5 separate regions of the Mus musculus genome follow, and regions 1, 2, 3 and 5 are each linked to region 4. A link is a contact called in public promoter capture Hi-C data. All regions are on one chromosome and are shown on one strand. Each heading gives the region's core, a stretch centred on a gene start, on an enhancer-like site or on the middle of the called end of the contact. The rest is flanking DNA. Distances are from core to core; before and after follow the strand shown.

Evidence for each region. Promoter capture Hi-C pulls out the DNA fragments that hold promoters and counts their contacts.
Region 1: a promoter capture Hi-C map of pre-B cells shows a contact between it and region 4, with 2.7 times the contacts expected there. The contact joins the promoter of Ilrun here to the promoter of Luc7l in region 4. A contact is called at or near these places in 1 of 39 promoter capture datasets (pre-B cells) and 2 of 484 Hi-C or Micro-C datasets (B cells and CD4 T cells).
Region 2: a contact with region 4 is called in a promoter capture Hi-C map of pre-B cells, with 3 times the contacts expected there. The contact joins the promoter of Abca3 here to the promoter of Luc7l in region 4. A contact is called at or near these places in 1 of 39 promoter capture datasets (pre-B cells) and 1 of 115 datasets of contacts at active chromatin or transcription factors (pancreatic cancer cells).
Region 3: a contact with region 4 is called in a promoter capture Hi-C map of liver, with 3 times the contacts expected there. The contact joins the promoter of Tmem204 here to the promoter of Luc7l in region 4. A contact is called at or near these places in 2 of 39 promoter capture datasets (both in liver).
Region 5: a contact with region 4 is called in a promoter capture Hi-C map of the C10 cell line, with 4 times the contacts expected there. The contact joins the promoter of Ppard here to the promoter of Luc7l in region 4. A contact is called at or near these places in 3 of 39 promoter capture datasets (the C10 cell line, liver and pre-B cells).

Annotation. Positions count from the first base shown.
Region 1 is chr17:27,819,175-27,821,874 of GRCm38.p6, reverse strand. Ilrun (inflammation and lipid regulator with UBA-like and NBR1-like domains) reads left to right here and starts at 1,333. Exons shown (of 5, transcript NM_001033279.3): 1 at 1,333-1,698. The coding sequence starts at 1,541.
Region 2 is chr17:24,350,762-24,353,461 of GRCm38.p6, reverse strand. It overlaps Abca3 (ATP-binding cassette, sub-family A (ABC1), member 3), which reads right to left and starts at 1,439. Exons shown (of 33, transcript NM_013855.3): 1 at 1,211-1,439. Abca17 (ATP-binding cassette, sub-family A (ABC1), member 17) reads left to right here and starts at 2,403. Exons shown (of 31, transcript NM_001031621.3): 1 at 2,403-2,494.
Region 3 is chr17:25,079,845-25,082,544 of GRCm38.p6, reverse strand. It overlaps Tmem204 (transmembrane protein 204), which reads left to right and starts at 1,431. Exons shown (of 3, transcript NM_001001183.1): 1 at 1,431-2,281. The coding sequence starts at 2,002. The region is part of intron 18 of Ift140 (intraflagellar transport 140); the gene reads right to left.
Region 4 is chr17:26,251,572-26,254,271 of GRCm38.p6, reverse strand. It overlaps Luc7l (Luc7-like), which reads right to left and starts at 1,362. Exons shown (of 10, transcript NM_028190.3): 1 at 1,181-1,362. The coding sequence starts at 1,241.
Region 5 is chr17:28,231,322-28,234,021 of GRCm38.p6, reverse strand. Ppard (peroxisome proliferator activator receptor delta) reads right to left here and starts at 1,268. Exons shown (of 8, transcript NM_011145.3): 1 at 1,158-1,268.

The DNA of each region.
Region 1 (2,700 bases), core at 84-2,583, 1.6 Mb before region 4:
TGTCAATCTTTAATCAGGTTGAACTGTTGAGCAAACTATCAGCAATAACTGCATTTGCTCAAGGTTCTGCTCTGAAATTTGGATATGATAACAATCACCAGGCGATTTTGAGCCTCCTCCCAGGCCCACTGACTTCAGTTGAGTCTCTTTTCAGAAGTAGTTGTGACAGTAGTTATCCCAGCAAGTAGGGGTAGGAGGATGAGATCAAAGGCAACTCCAGGAAGAAAGCCCGCCTCTGCCTCTTGAGTGCTGGGGTGGTTTATTTTTTAAAGGCAGGGTCTAGAGTATCTCTGGCTGGCATCAAACACACAGAAATTTGCCTGCCTCCCCAGTGCCGCCACCCTTGGCTGTCAGCCAGGCCTTATATGCAAGAGCGAAGTATCTCTGCTCTCAGGAACCCAGGTCTTCATACCTTCGGGGAAACAGCTTAAGCCAAGTCCCCAGTTGCCCAGTTTCTTACCCACCCCCATCCCTGTACCTAGTCATATCTAACAGGTGACACTGAGAAAATACTTGGTGACAGAACGGGCAGATGAGTCTCTCCACAGCTGAGCTTCTTAATCCTTCAGCTTCAAATGGAGCCTCACATTAGTAGATACACTGGATACTGTCTACAGTCATTTTTTTGGTCGTGGATTTTAGAGACAGAACAAGATTTGCTAAATTCTAGGGTATTGACCTTTCTTTGCAGAGGATCGGTTCCTCTGACCTGTAACTGGTGCTTGCATTAGGCTGCCTTTATTTTCTGGAAACGTAATGCTAAGGTTGCATAGTAACATAGGCAGTCATGAGAAACTCAGGTCAGAATCCAGAGACTAAGCGTGCACCGCCGCGACCTTGGGAAAATGTCTGTTTGAATACTAAGTCCCCTGAGAGCGGAGCAGCAAGAGTCCGCTCTGTGCTGCCCTTTGCCCTTTGCCCCAGTCCCAGCCTCTGTTCCTGTGGCGACTTCGGGTTCCCAGCCTGAGCATGGGTGGGGTCGCTCGTCTCCGAAGCACCTCTCAGACTCGTGACTCCTCCCACGCAGTGTGGGGACTCAGGCGAGGACAGAGACCCGCCCAGTATCCGCTCTTTCCGGCTTCCCGTTTCCTGCCCCCTCCGCTCTGTCGCGGTGAGGTCACGCGAGAGACGTCACCGAGTTATGACGTCACTGAAGGCGGGCTTTCGGGAGAGGAAGGGGCGGGGTCCGAGCGGCCCCGCGCGTGCGCGTTGGGCGCGGCCCGGGAGGAGGCGGAGGCGGCGGTGCTGCGAACCGCGGCGGCAGCAGCGGCGGCGGCGGAGGCGGGCGCTGGGGGGGGTGGGAGGGGGGGGAGCGCGAGCCCCAGAGCCAGCGAGAGAGGAGCGAGCGGTGCGGTGCGGCGCGGCTCGGCGCGGCGCGCGCAGCCCATGAGGCGGTGAGAGGCCTGGGGCCTGTCTCGGAGCAGTGCGCGCGGCGCCGGCCAGCAGCGGGCCGCCCTTCGTGGGCTCGGGCCCGGGCGCGGCGGCCGCCCGTGGAGAAGCAGGTCGGGGCGGTGGAAGCTGTGCGTCCGGGCCCCCCGCCATGGAGGGCATGGACGTGGACTTGGATCCGGAGCTCATGCAGAAGTTCAGCTGCCTGGGCACCACAGACAAGGACGTGCTCATCTCCGAGTTCCAGCGGCTACTCGGCTTCCAGCTCAACCCGGCCGGCTGCGCCTTCTTCCTGGACATGACCAACTGGTGAGTCCGCCCCACGCGGAGCCAATCCTGCTGGCAGCGGCCTCGCGGCCCCGAGGGCAAAAACACCGGAGCCCGCTCGTGGAGTACTCCCGGGCAGGGCAGGGCCCAGGCCGGGAGGTGGCAGGGAGTCAGAGCCCGAAGAACATGGGAAGAGGGGAGAAGTGGTGAGGTGGAAGCCAGGGGAGTCGATCTGGGGCGAAAAGCGTGTGTTCTGGGAGTAGAAAGCACAGGAAACGAGAGTTGCGAAGTGTTTTCCTTTTAAATAGGTGCGAAGTGTAGGAGCTGAGGATGACAGAACGGTGTGGAAACTCGAGGGAGTGTGTTAGGTGCTGAGGTCGAACTCTGGGCGCGGGAGAGGTCTCGGAGCTGAGAATAGATCTTGTGTCTCTTTGAGGAGATAAGGGCGAAAACGACTTTTGCGGCGGAGGGAACACAAATTATAATCAACTGAGTATGGTGAGAAAGGAAGAGTTGTGCCAGGGAGAAGTGACATCTAATGGAGGCGCCGGAGCGCCAGGCCTGCGACGAGGACTGGGAAAAGTCTTCAGAAAGTGGAGGGAAGCTGATCTTGGAGGCAGGAACTTTGTGAAGACACTGGCGTGCTGGGCAGAGGCTTGGCCTTGGGAACTTTGACGAGCTTACTGATTGGATGGGCTTAGTTGACAGAAAACTGAGAAATGTATAGGTTGGGGGCCAGGGGTTCTGGCTTGTAGTTGGGTTGTACAGGCTGAAGTGGAGCTGTCTCCAGGCACCGACGTGTGTCTTGGTTCTTAGAGCAGCACTTGCTGTTTTTGATAAGCAAGAATACTTTCTCTTGGTCTCCAAGTAGGGATTGTTAAGTTCACTCGGGAATTTAACCATTAGACTGGAGACCATTAGACGGCCTTTGAAAGGCTCTCAGGTGAAGCAACTAATCGGGATTTGAGCAAAAAGCAAGGGGGTGCATGCCCTTTGCCCCGTGTTGAGCGTTCAGTGCCCTGACGTGTGGAATCTTGTTTCTCT
Region 2 (2,700 bases), core at 190-2,689, 1.9 Mb after region 4:
ACAGCCTGGTCAATGTAACAGGGAAAGTTAGTGGCTTGTTAAGAAGAACTCCAGCTACCTGGTCATGCTCTGAAAGGCTGTTCTGTCAGAATGGTGGAATGCCGCCTGCCCTAGAGGAAGATATTATCTGTTTGCAAGGGCTCAATTCAAACCAATGTGGGTGAGGGGGATTCCCATGACACTCATTTTTTTAAAAATCAACTTTTCCTCTCCCCACCCTGTCTCTTACTTCCCACGAGGCAAGCTTTCTAAAATGGTTTCAGTCTTTTCAAGCTTACAAATGGCAACACCAAACAAAACTCTCTGGATGAAATAAGGCTGCTTAGGAGACAGGGGCAGAATTCAGTTCCTTAAGCCTTGCCTGGGTCTCCACATTGTTACTACAAAGCCCCAGTCACTCATTGGGAGAGCATTTCCTGAGTGCTCCTCACGTTACAAACACCAAGTCCCTATTTATGATACAAGAACCGTTCAGGCCTGGAGGCAAAGGGACAGACAGAAATACCTTTTAAGACAAAGCCCAAATGGGCCACACACAGGGAAAGCTCAAGCGTGCAGTACCAGGGACCTGACCCCCAGGCTGGAGCCCTGACCCCCAGGAACTAGTCGAAGTTCGGGGTCGGTCATTCTGAGCACCAACACCAAACACCGAGACACTTGACCAGAGCACAGTTGCTGTAGTTGCTGTGGTTCCCCCTTCCGAGTTCTGTATTGCACATTGAGGGCTTCGCCAACTTCAACCCCTATCAAAGCATCCCTTGAACCCTACGTTAAAGTTCATGAAAACGAAGATGCTGAAGCTTGAAGAACTGGGAGGAATTCCATCCAGGACCAGCACTGGCCGGTTGAGCCTGGAGCATTCCGCCGGCCTGCTGTGTCGCAGCCCGCAAAGCGCCTGAGGGCGGCGGCTGTCTGTCCACCTGCCAGGCCCGCACAATAGACCCCGTAACGACCCAGCGGTCTGTGCGGGTTCCTGCGAGCCCCGCGACCCCGCTATAGCGGGGACACACCCAGCATGAGGACGCCAAGACAGCTACACCTGCAGCAATACGAAGGGTCAGTCCGCGAGCCCGCAGGTCCCGGCGATAGGCAGGGGCTCGGAGGCCCCAGGTTGGGGCGCTGCCCGCTGGCAGAGTGGAGACCCGGGCAAGGACGGGAAATCTCAGAGCCCCGAGCTAGCGCGCGAGTGACAAGTCCTAGTGACACTCACCGACCCTCAGCGCCAGGGTGGCGGCGGTCTGCGCAGCTCTCTCGCCAGGTTCCCTCCCTTAGACTCCCGGTCCTGCTCCAGCCTTGCTGGGGCGGTTGCGGCCGAAGCTGACAACTGAGGCGGCGGGGCAGAGAGGAGGCGCCTGCGACAGGCGCGGGTGGAAGAACGCACCAGGAAGCTCCGGCTCCTGGAGGGGGTGGGGGGGCGCGTCGGAGCGCGCGTGCGCACTGGGCCGCCCCTGCAGGTGCCCCGGGTTTGCCCCCGGCCGGCTCAGCCTCGCCTAAGCTCTGGATTCAGCGTCTGCGCAGTGCCTGGCACATGTTGCCCAGCTCCGACAGAGGGCGCTCTGCGTAGCGCGTGCACCCCTCCCAGTTCAACATTCCGGATCGTGCGTCTGCGCAGTACTCCACGCAGGTCTCACCTCCAGTGGGCAAGCGCTTGTAGGGTGGGGTGAGCGTGCGTGATGGGTTGCCCCTGCGGGTTTTCTCCGCATCCGCCACTGATCGTGCAGCACGCCCTTGCTCGCGTCCAGCAAACAGTAGGCGTTAGTTTGGGGCTCTGAGCCCCGGGGTCGCTGGCCTGAAGCTCATCTCTGGACAAATGTGTTTCAAAGCAGTTGAGGCTGTAACATCAAGAATCTCACTTTCGCAGCGGGATTCAAGTTCCTCTTTCTCTTCAGGGCTCTCTCCCCATCTCACTCTTGTCACCAAGAGAAAGTGCTACTTTCTGCTCTCAGCAGGAGGAACCCAAGCCCTAGTGAGGTTAGGTCTAGGAACCTTTCAGAGGCGACAGCCCACAGCTAGGAAAGGGAAAGTCACGGTCCAGCCCAGCAGCACCACTAGGAGAATACAGTCAGGGTGGGAGGGGGTTCTCAGGGATCTGGGTCTCCTCAGGCAGAAGGCAGGGCGTCGGGGTCTCTTGGGCGGTAGAGTTTCCTCGGACAGGAGATTGGGGCGTTAGGATTTCTTCAGGCAGTAGACAGGCATGGAGGTGGGAGGGGGTTGTGGTTCCTTCAGACAGTAGGATGCGAACATCTGTGTGCCCTCGGCCCAGGCAGGAGGGAATGGCATTGGAATCACAGGTTGCTGCAGCTTGGGCATCCGCGCGGCTGGCCCGGGAGAAGCGGGGTTGAGCGTGGGCGTGGCCGTGTCGCGGGGCCAACAGTCGTCGAGGGCGATCCAGCGGGTCCTTCAGTGCCCGTGGCCACGGACAGGGTGCCTGCGGTGAGTGAGGCGCAGCCCTCCCCGGATTCCGGGCTGCGGACCAGACCTGCCTAGCCTTAAGGTAACCCTGGGATCGTGACTTCCGAATCAATGCCAGTTACACTGTGGTCATAACCTCTCGCTCTCTAGGGTCCTGTATGGCTAACCAGAAGATGGACTCCCTAAGAAAAGAGCCCTTGCCTGGTACATGGTCAGTTCCCTGGGGTCCTAGAACACCTTGTCCAGAAATGCTCTAGTCAAGTTTGCCGAATAAAGGGAGTCTCAAAG
Region 3 (2,700 bases), core at 182-2,681, 1.2 Mb after region 4:
CAATAAGAATAAAAAATATAAATAAGCCACAATGACACTTGCTACAAACTTGAGGGTGAAAAATCATATTATTCCTCAGAGGACTTACATTCTCAGAACTGCTGACAGTCAAAAGGCTGGACAGAGACAGAGTCCTTGCCTTTTGGAATGTAAACTTAAGGAGTGCCAGGAGCCTGACTATATATGGGAACGTGTGATTGAAGGCAGCCACACTAGGAAGTAGGGGGTGGCCCAGCATGTCAGTTCATGAAGACAGGAAAGGTCGGTTCCGGCCTGTCCCGGCCAGTGCACTAGTCAGCACCAGGCTGTCCCAATCCTGCCCGGTGCGGTGCGGTGCAGTACGTGTGTTTGAGATGGTTCAGCCCACAGCTCCTGCGTTCTTGTGTTCATTTATGCAGCTCTGGAACCCTGGTGGGAGGCTCTGGAGGCGGGACACAGTCTCAGACCTGGTGGCTTTTATTTACCAGAGCTGAAGCGCTATGAGGAAGGAGAGCAAATGTACAGTCGCTCTGTCCAGCCTCAGGGGAGCGAGCACTTTGCTAGTAAGCAAACTTGGCTGCTCAGAAGTCACATCAGCTATCCAGCCTGCTTGGTGGCACAACCCCTTACAGAATCCCACCTTTTCTTGCCAGCCCAAGAACAACCCCTTGCAGAGGTTCCTCAAGGTTCCCCTTCCTTGTAAGGTCTGAGTACACTTGCTCCCTTGAGGTGAATGGATCTCTGTCAGCAGATGGTGGCCTGCCTCAGGTGCCTCTACACCTTACTCTGTCCTGCCATTAGTTCCACATGTTGTGGTGACCCCCAACCATAAAATTAGTTTGTTGCTATTTCACAACTGTAATTTTGCTATTGTTATGAATTCTAATGCAAATATCTGTGTTTTCTGATGGTCTCAGGTGACCCGTGTAAAAGGGTCATTTGACCCCCAAAGAGGTCATGACCTACAGACTGAGAACCACTGCTTTAGACATTGGGGATTCACAGCACCTATCATGCCTTAGGCAATGGATGGATGGATGGATGGATGGATGGATGGACACCTAGTCCCTGAGGATTCTGCCTGCCCGTGCTGTCTGCAGCATCCCCTGGTCCGGGACCTAGCACAGCTGGCTAGGTTTGACGGCAACAGGTAAGAAGATGAGTGTCCTGGCTGGCATCCCTGACTATTCCTATGGGACAGGAAGATGGGGAGGGGCAGCCAGTGGTGGGCTGGAGCAGGCCTCTGAAGTCTCCCCAGGCCTTTCCCATCAGGAAGCACATCCTGTTAGTGTCTGGCTCTGTGGCAGGGCTGCTATTTGTTGCAGTTGGCTACGCCCTCCTGCTCACCAAAAACAGCCTCAAAAACAACCATTTCCTCTCTGCTGAGAGACAGGGAAACGGGAGCTCACACACATACGCGCATACACATGCTTCCTTGTGGCAGGCGTTCTGCTTTTCAGGACCTGCCATTTGTGGCAGAGATACCAAGACGGGATACATAGCAGAGAGGTGGCCAAACCCACACTGCGTCCACAACCCTGTTCCTCCATCAGACTGGCTCCCACAGCCCGTTCTGAGGCGCGTAACCTGGCTGATTCCCACGCTGTGCCTGCCTCCCGAGTTGCTGTCCATTTTCCACTGCTGTAGGCAAGAGGCACTGTGGACACAGCCTCCCTGGCCTCTGTTCCAAAGAAGACGACCCACTTACAACTCTGGATTCTCGCTGGTGCAGCCAGTGCCCCAGATTTCTCCCTGGAATGGGTCTTGGGGAGACCAGCTTCAGCACAGGCTTGTCCCTGCTCCAGGCTCAAGAGGCAGGCTAAGACAGGGCTGTGAGTAGCTCTCTTGGACCCGTCCCATGGGCGACATCCTCCTGTGCCGGGCTGGAGCTGCCGCATAGCTTCCCAAGGATGAGTGCTGATGTCCTCTAGCCACCCCTAGCAGCATCTTGGCTTTCTCTGGATGCACAGCGGCTGACTGGGACTTGGAACTCTCCGAGATAGACAGTCCTGGAAGTCAGAGATGACTCTCCAGAAGCTTGTGGCCACCGCTGTGCTGGTGGCCCTGGTCTCCCTCATCCTCAACAACGCAGCAGCCTTCACCCCCAATTGGGTGTACCAGACGCTGGAGGACGGACGCAAGCGGAGTGTGGGGCTGTGGAAGTCTTGCTGGCTGGTGGACAGGGGTAAGGGAGTCACAAGCCCTGGGACTCGAACTGGGCAGGTGGACACCCATGACTGTGAGGTTCTAGGATGGGGCTCGGAATCAGCAGGTTTCCAGGAGTCCCGAGGCACCGTCAAACGTAAGTCTTGTTATTTTTCTGTCACCTTCCAGTGGTTAGGTGAGGGGAGGTTGTGTCCGTCCATGCTGAGGGTGGCAGCAGGGAACCTGCACCTCCTGCCCACCCTGACAAGCAACGCTACAGAGCTCCACTGTTCAGCTTAGACTCTGTCTGTGGCTTCCTTCACAAGAAGTCACTCCCGTGGCTGGAGGCTCCTTCTCTGCCATTACATGTGGCTGAAGGATGAAAGATGGGTATCCTAATCAAAGCAAGTCATTTTTCCTTGGTTAGAAAGAAATATTACTTAATAAGGAAAACAAGAAGTGTGAGAACATGTGGCTGAGTTCTGTCTTAACGGCTGAGGTGGTCAGGGCCTTTCGGACAGTGCAGGAGACTCTGGCTGGGATGTCCGGGAGACCAGAGGAGGCACAGAGCAGCAA
Region 4 (2,700 bases), core at 113-2,612:
AGTAAAGGCAAAGTGGTATGTGACAAATTCTAAGGCTATCTGTGTACAGGACACAGTGCTGTGTAATAGTCAGGGAGAATATACTTCAGGATTGGCAAGCATCCAGGATTAATGTCGTGTCTTTTTACTGAAAATGTTTTCTTTCTAAACTACACTTTTAAAGTTACTTGTGGGAAAAAAGCAAACACTTTTTTGTTATAACAGCTTAGAAATTGGTTGTGACTCACGGCTCGATGAACATGAGGCTTTTCTGCAACTCCCTTGCAGATTGATGTAGGCAGGCAAAGATACACTGAACCTTTATAAATAAAATAGAGGGGCCACAATTGTTCAGTTTGTATGAAATAAAAATATGGGAAGCAATTCAAAAGCAACTCAACATACAAAGAAAGCTAAAAGCACGTATTGACCTATGAAATGGTGCAAAGAATCTGCACAGCCCTGTGAAATGTGCCAGTGTGAAATTACAACTTTATTACTTTAGTAAAAATGAAAACACAAACCACAGCAGGGATCTAGCTTTGCTAGGATGCAACTGCTTTTTCCTGAGACACCACCATGATCTTGCACGCCTCCTTACTGAACCAACTACCTAATGAATGCCGAGAGGTGACTAAACCGAGGCTAATCTGTGAGGCAGGGGAATGAAGGGAGGGAAGACTAGAAAAGTACGCGGAGGGAACCCACGTTAGAAATGCTCATTTGCGGCTCCCCGTGTAACCGTATGGAGCAAGAACGCCCGGGTTTTCGAAACCCGTCCAGCTCCTTCGGGGATCGCCTCTCCTCCGAAGAGTATCAGAGAAATTCCGCCACCCGGCAGCCAGCACCCCGGAGCCCGCGCTGGTTCCAGCCCTTCGCCGACGCTCCAGTTTGCCCGGCGGCGCCGAGCCGCCGTGCCGACCAAGAGGAACTCGCATGACGGAAAACGAGAAGGGGACAGAGCCCCACCGTCGGATCGGACTCTCAGGAAGGAGGCAGCCCGGACCAGTAGAACGCGGCGGCTGCGAGAGACTCGCAGGCCAAGCAGATCAGACAAAGGCCCCGAGCCTGGGGTCAGCAAGCAGGGGAGAAAAATGGCGCCCCGCGCAGACGCACGCTGTCACGGCCCTCACCTCAGGCTTCCAGGCGGCCTCGCCTTGCTCCCACCCCGCCCAGAGCCTGGGCCACCGCTCAGACTCACCGTCCCGAGCCGTGCCCATGAGCTGGTCCAACAGGGCCCGCATCTGCGCCTGGGCGGACATGGTGGCCAGTGGGGACGGCCGAGAAGCTCCGCACAACTCGACCAGAGAAGCCGCAAACAGCGACGAGGAAAGACGCTCCTATCAGCCTGAAGCCCGCACGGCGCTTTCCGGCCGCGGGGAATGCTGGGAGGAAGTTCTTTGGCGTTGATGCAAGGCCTGTCGGGAAGTGTACAGGAGTCGCTGAGTGGAACGGTCGCAAATCGTTCTAAAGACTAGATCAACTAAGCTTGATTTTGGCCGGTCGTGGTATGCCTGTAATCCCCAGGATCAGGCTTGAGTAGTTCAAGGCCAGCGTCCTGGGTGTCAGGCTACCCTGTGGAAGCGTGGTCTTTGTGAGACTAAGATCCTACCTCCTGTTTTTTTTTTTTAAAAAAAAAAAAAAAAAGGGCTGGAGAGACGGCTCAGCGGTTAAAGGCACAAACTGCTCTTCCAGAGGTCCTGAGTTCAGTTCCCACCACCATCTGTAATGGGGTCTGATAACCACTTCAGCTGTGTCTGAAGATAGCTACAGTGTACTCATATAAATAAAATAAATAGATCTTTATTTTAAAAAAAGACTAGATTAAAAACTCCACCACTAATTTTTATCCTGGTTCCTGAAACATCAAATTCTCTGCTCTAATGAGACTTTAGTCAAACAAATAAATTAAACTTGAGGCAAAGGCCTTTAATCCCAGCGCTGGGGAAGGCAGAGGCAGGCACATCTCTGAGTTAGAGACTAGCCTGATGGTACAGAGCAAGCTGCAGGATTGCCAGAGTTACACAGGGAAAAGCTGTCTCAAAAAACAAAACAAGGGGGCTGGCGAGATGGCTCAGTGGTTAAGAGCGCCTACTGCTCTTCCAAAGGTCCAGATTAACGAAATCTGATGCCCTCTTCTGGAGTGTCTGAAGACAGCTACAGGGTACTTACATATAATAATAAATCTTTAAAAAAAAAAAAACCTAATGATAAGTGAATTTCTAGGTTATATCTCAGTTCTTTTTGTTTGTGTAATATAGTCTCATGTTGTCCATGCTGACCTTGAACTTATTATGAAACCAAAGATGACTTGCATTCCTGACCCTCCCACTTTCCCTTCCTTACCAAGTGCTGCAATTACAAAAATGTGCAAATGTGCTTGCCTCCATTTCTTCTGTTGGAGACAGAGTCATACACACACACACACAGAGGCCAGGTTGGACTTGAACTTGCTATCCCTCTGCTGCTCAGCCTCCAGACCATTGAGATTATCAGCACATGCCATTACACTTGGTCCATTTCTTCATTTACTCTCTATAAAACTATATTGCTTATTTCAGTGAAAGTTGAAATGCTAAGTCATATTAATTACATGCTTATTTATTTATTTATTTTGTTACTCCCCCCCCACCCGCGCTCGACTTCTTCCTCTTGCTCCAGCCCCTAGGTTCTTTATTATTTGTTTTCATTGTGGATGATTGTGAGCCACCATGTGGTTGC
Region 5 (2,700 bases), core at 19-2,518, 2.0 Mb before region 4:
ATGGCTCAGTGGGTAAGAGGTACCCGACTGCTCTTCCAAAGGTCCGGAGTTCAAATCCCAGCAACCACATGGTGGCTCACAACCATCCGTAACGAGATCTGACACCCTCTTCTGGTGTGTCTGAAGACAGCTACAGTGTACTTACATATAATAAATAAATCTTTAAAAAAAAAAAAAAAAAAAACCAAGGGCATAGCTTCTGCTCTTAGCTGTATGGAAAAGGGCAGTGCGTGGAAGGCACCGTATCATGGTTTAAATACATTCCATAATATCCCAAATGAGTCCTGTTTCCTGAAAGGGTGAAAAGAGTTATATGAAGCCTCTGGCTACCCCTGGCACACACCCAACTCAGAGCCGTCTCCCCCAAGGGTTCCTGGAAGTCAACAGACTCATAAAGGGGAAGTATTATAAAGCTGAGATTACGAGGGCCTACCAACTGGCCATCCCTCCCAATACAACACCCAGTGAAACCTGTGACCCGAACAAATCTGGTCAAGCTGGCGCTCAACACCCCACTCCCAGCTCAACTGAAGGTGAAACGGAAGCCTATCGTGCACCTCTGGGTTCTCCTCAAGCAGAGGCATAAAAAAAAAAAAAAAAAAAACTAGAAGCGAGGCAGTCGGGTGACAGGAGGTGAAAAGGACAGGAGATGAGAGCTGAGCCTAAGTGGGGCCTCTGCCGGTAGCCAGGATAGAAGGGGCTCGGATAAACCGGACTGGCTCACAACATCCTAAAGAAGATGGGGAGGGATAGGGCAACCCGAAAACGGGTCAGAGAGGAGGAGAGCACTGACCGACAGGGCAAGGATGGAAGGCTATCGAGGGAGGCAGGAAGGATCTCCAAGGAGGGCCTGGGTAGCGGGACAGCAAGGGAGGCGCTCAGAAAGGGGGTCAGAAGGGAGGTGACATGGGGTTCTTTGGAATTGAGAGGAGATGAAGCCACGGGGCTTTAGAGGGATCAGGGTGGGTGGGAGGAGGGAGGGAGGCCGGCTCCGAGCAACCACAGGGGTCCCTGCGGTGGAGACCCCAGCGGTGGCTCCTCAGCGCGCAAGCCGAGCATAGACGAGCCGCAGAGGCGCGGAAAGCGGCTCTCGGAGCCCCTGACCCCACCATCCACCTCAGCCCGGGCCGCGCTGGCCTCTCCCGATCCGCACGGACCTGTCCCGGCCGCCTCTCGCGCCGCTGCCGCCGTCCCGCAGGCTCCGCAGAATCCCCCAGCTCCTGCCAAAACTTTTCCCATTAATCCCCAGGTCCGCCGCGGCCTGCGGCGTCACACGCTCCCAGCCCCGGCGCCGCCCCCAGCCCCGTGATGTCACCGCGCCGCTGGCTCCCTCCCCCACAACTAAGCACTCGCCCCCGCCCCCTTCCGCCATAGCAGTAGCCAATCGCCGCGCCGCCTGGAGCCACTCCTTTGACAGCCATCGCTCCGCCCACTGCACAGCTGCCCTGGCGCGTCTGCAGCGCCCTCTGCAGTCAGACGTGGGAGCAGCAGCTGAGGAAAGCGCTGGGGAGAAGTTAGGGCTGGTCAAAGCAAGCCTCACGAAACGATATTTAAAGCTTTAAAGCGCGGAAAGAAGGTGGAGGTCATCTAATACAACCTCCTCACTCTTCCTGAGAAGAAACTAGGCATAGACTTGTGTGGTTTGAAGCAAGAAGCAAAGCTAAGGGCGGTGGGGGAAGGAATAGAGGCAAACTGTAATTTTCAGAGGCGCTTGGGAGAGGCATATGGTGGGAGACTTGGGAATGAAAATACAGACGCATACGTTTTACAAAATATCTATTTTTATATGTCAGAGTGTTTTGTCTGCATGTCTGTCTCTGCACCATGTGCGTTCAGTGCCTGCAGAGTCTGGAAGAAGGCGTTGGATCCCCTGGAAGTGGAGTTACAATGGAGAACTTCCATGTAGATGCTGGGAAGCGAGCCTCTTCAAGAGTAGCAAGCGCGATCTTCACCACTGAAGCATCTCTTCAGCACCCCCAATTTTTTAACTGGTGGCTAGTTCAATGGCTCAACGGGTCATCGCTTTGTCTCCAAGCCTGAAGACTTGAGTTCAGTCCCTGGGACTGCCTCCTGAAGGTTATCTTCCAATCTCTACACACCGCATGTGCACTTTCATATACACCCACACAAGAAAAAAGAAAGATCTGGAAGGCATGATGGCACTCTAACTCCAGCACTCAGGAGGTAGAGGACCCGTTTGAGGTCATTTTTAGCAATGGAGAAAGTTTTGGGCCAGCCTGTGCTTATAGGCCTTGTGAAGCCAAATAGAAAACAAATTTTAAAAGAACTTTTCTCCCACTTGAGATTTCTGTCGCTGGATGTCAGGGACCAGACAAGACAAGAACTCTGTACCTGGGCTTGCCTGTCACCCCAACTCATCATATACCACAGAGAGTATGTAGCCAGAAGGCAATCTGTCACTGGCTGGTTTCATCATCCTAGAATGAACAAAACTTGGCTGGCAGGAAAGTCAGCAGGCACCTCCCTCCTCCACACCGCCATTAAAGGTCACCTCTGCCCGGTCTGGCACTCCTTACAGTGCATCCTTAGCTCGCTGGATTGGAGAACCCCACACCACTTTTTTTCTGCTTTGTTTTCGAGTGTGTGTGTCTGTGTGTGTGTGTGTGCGCGTGCGCACGTGCGCGTGTGCACTTGGAGGACAGAGAAGGGTACTGTGTGTCTTCCAAGGATAGGTTTCCA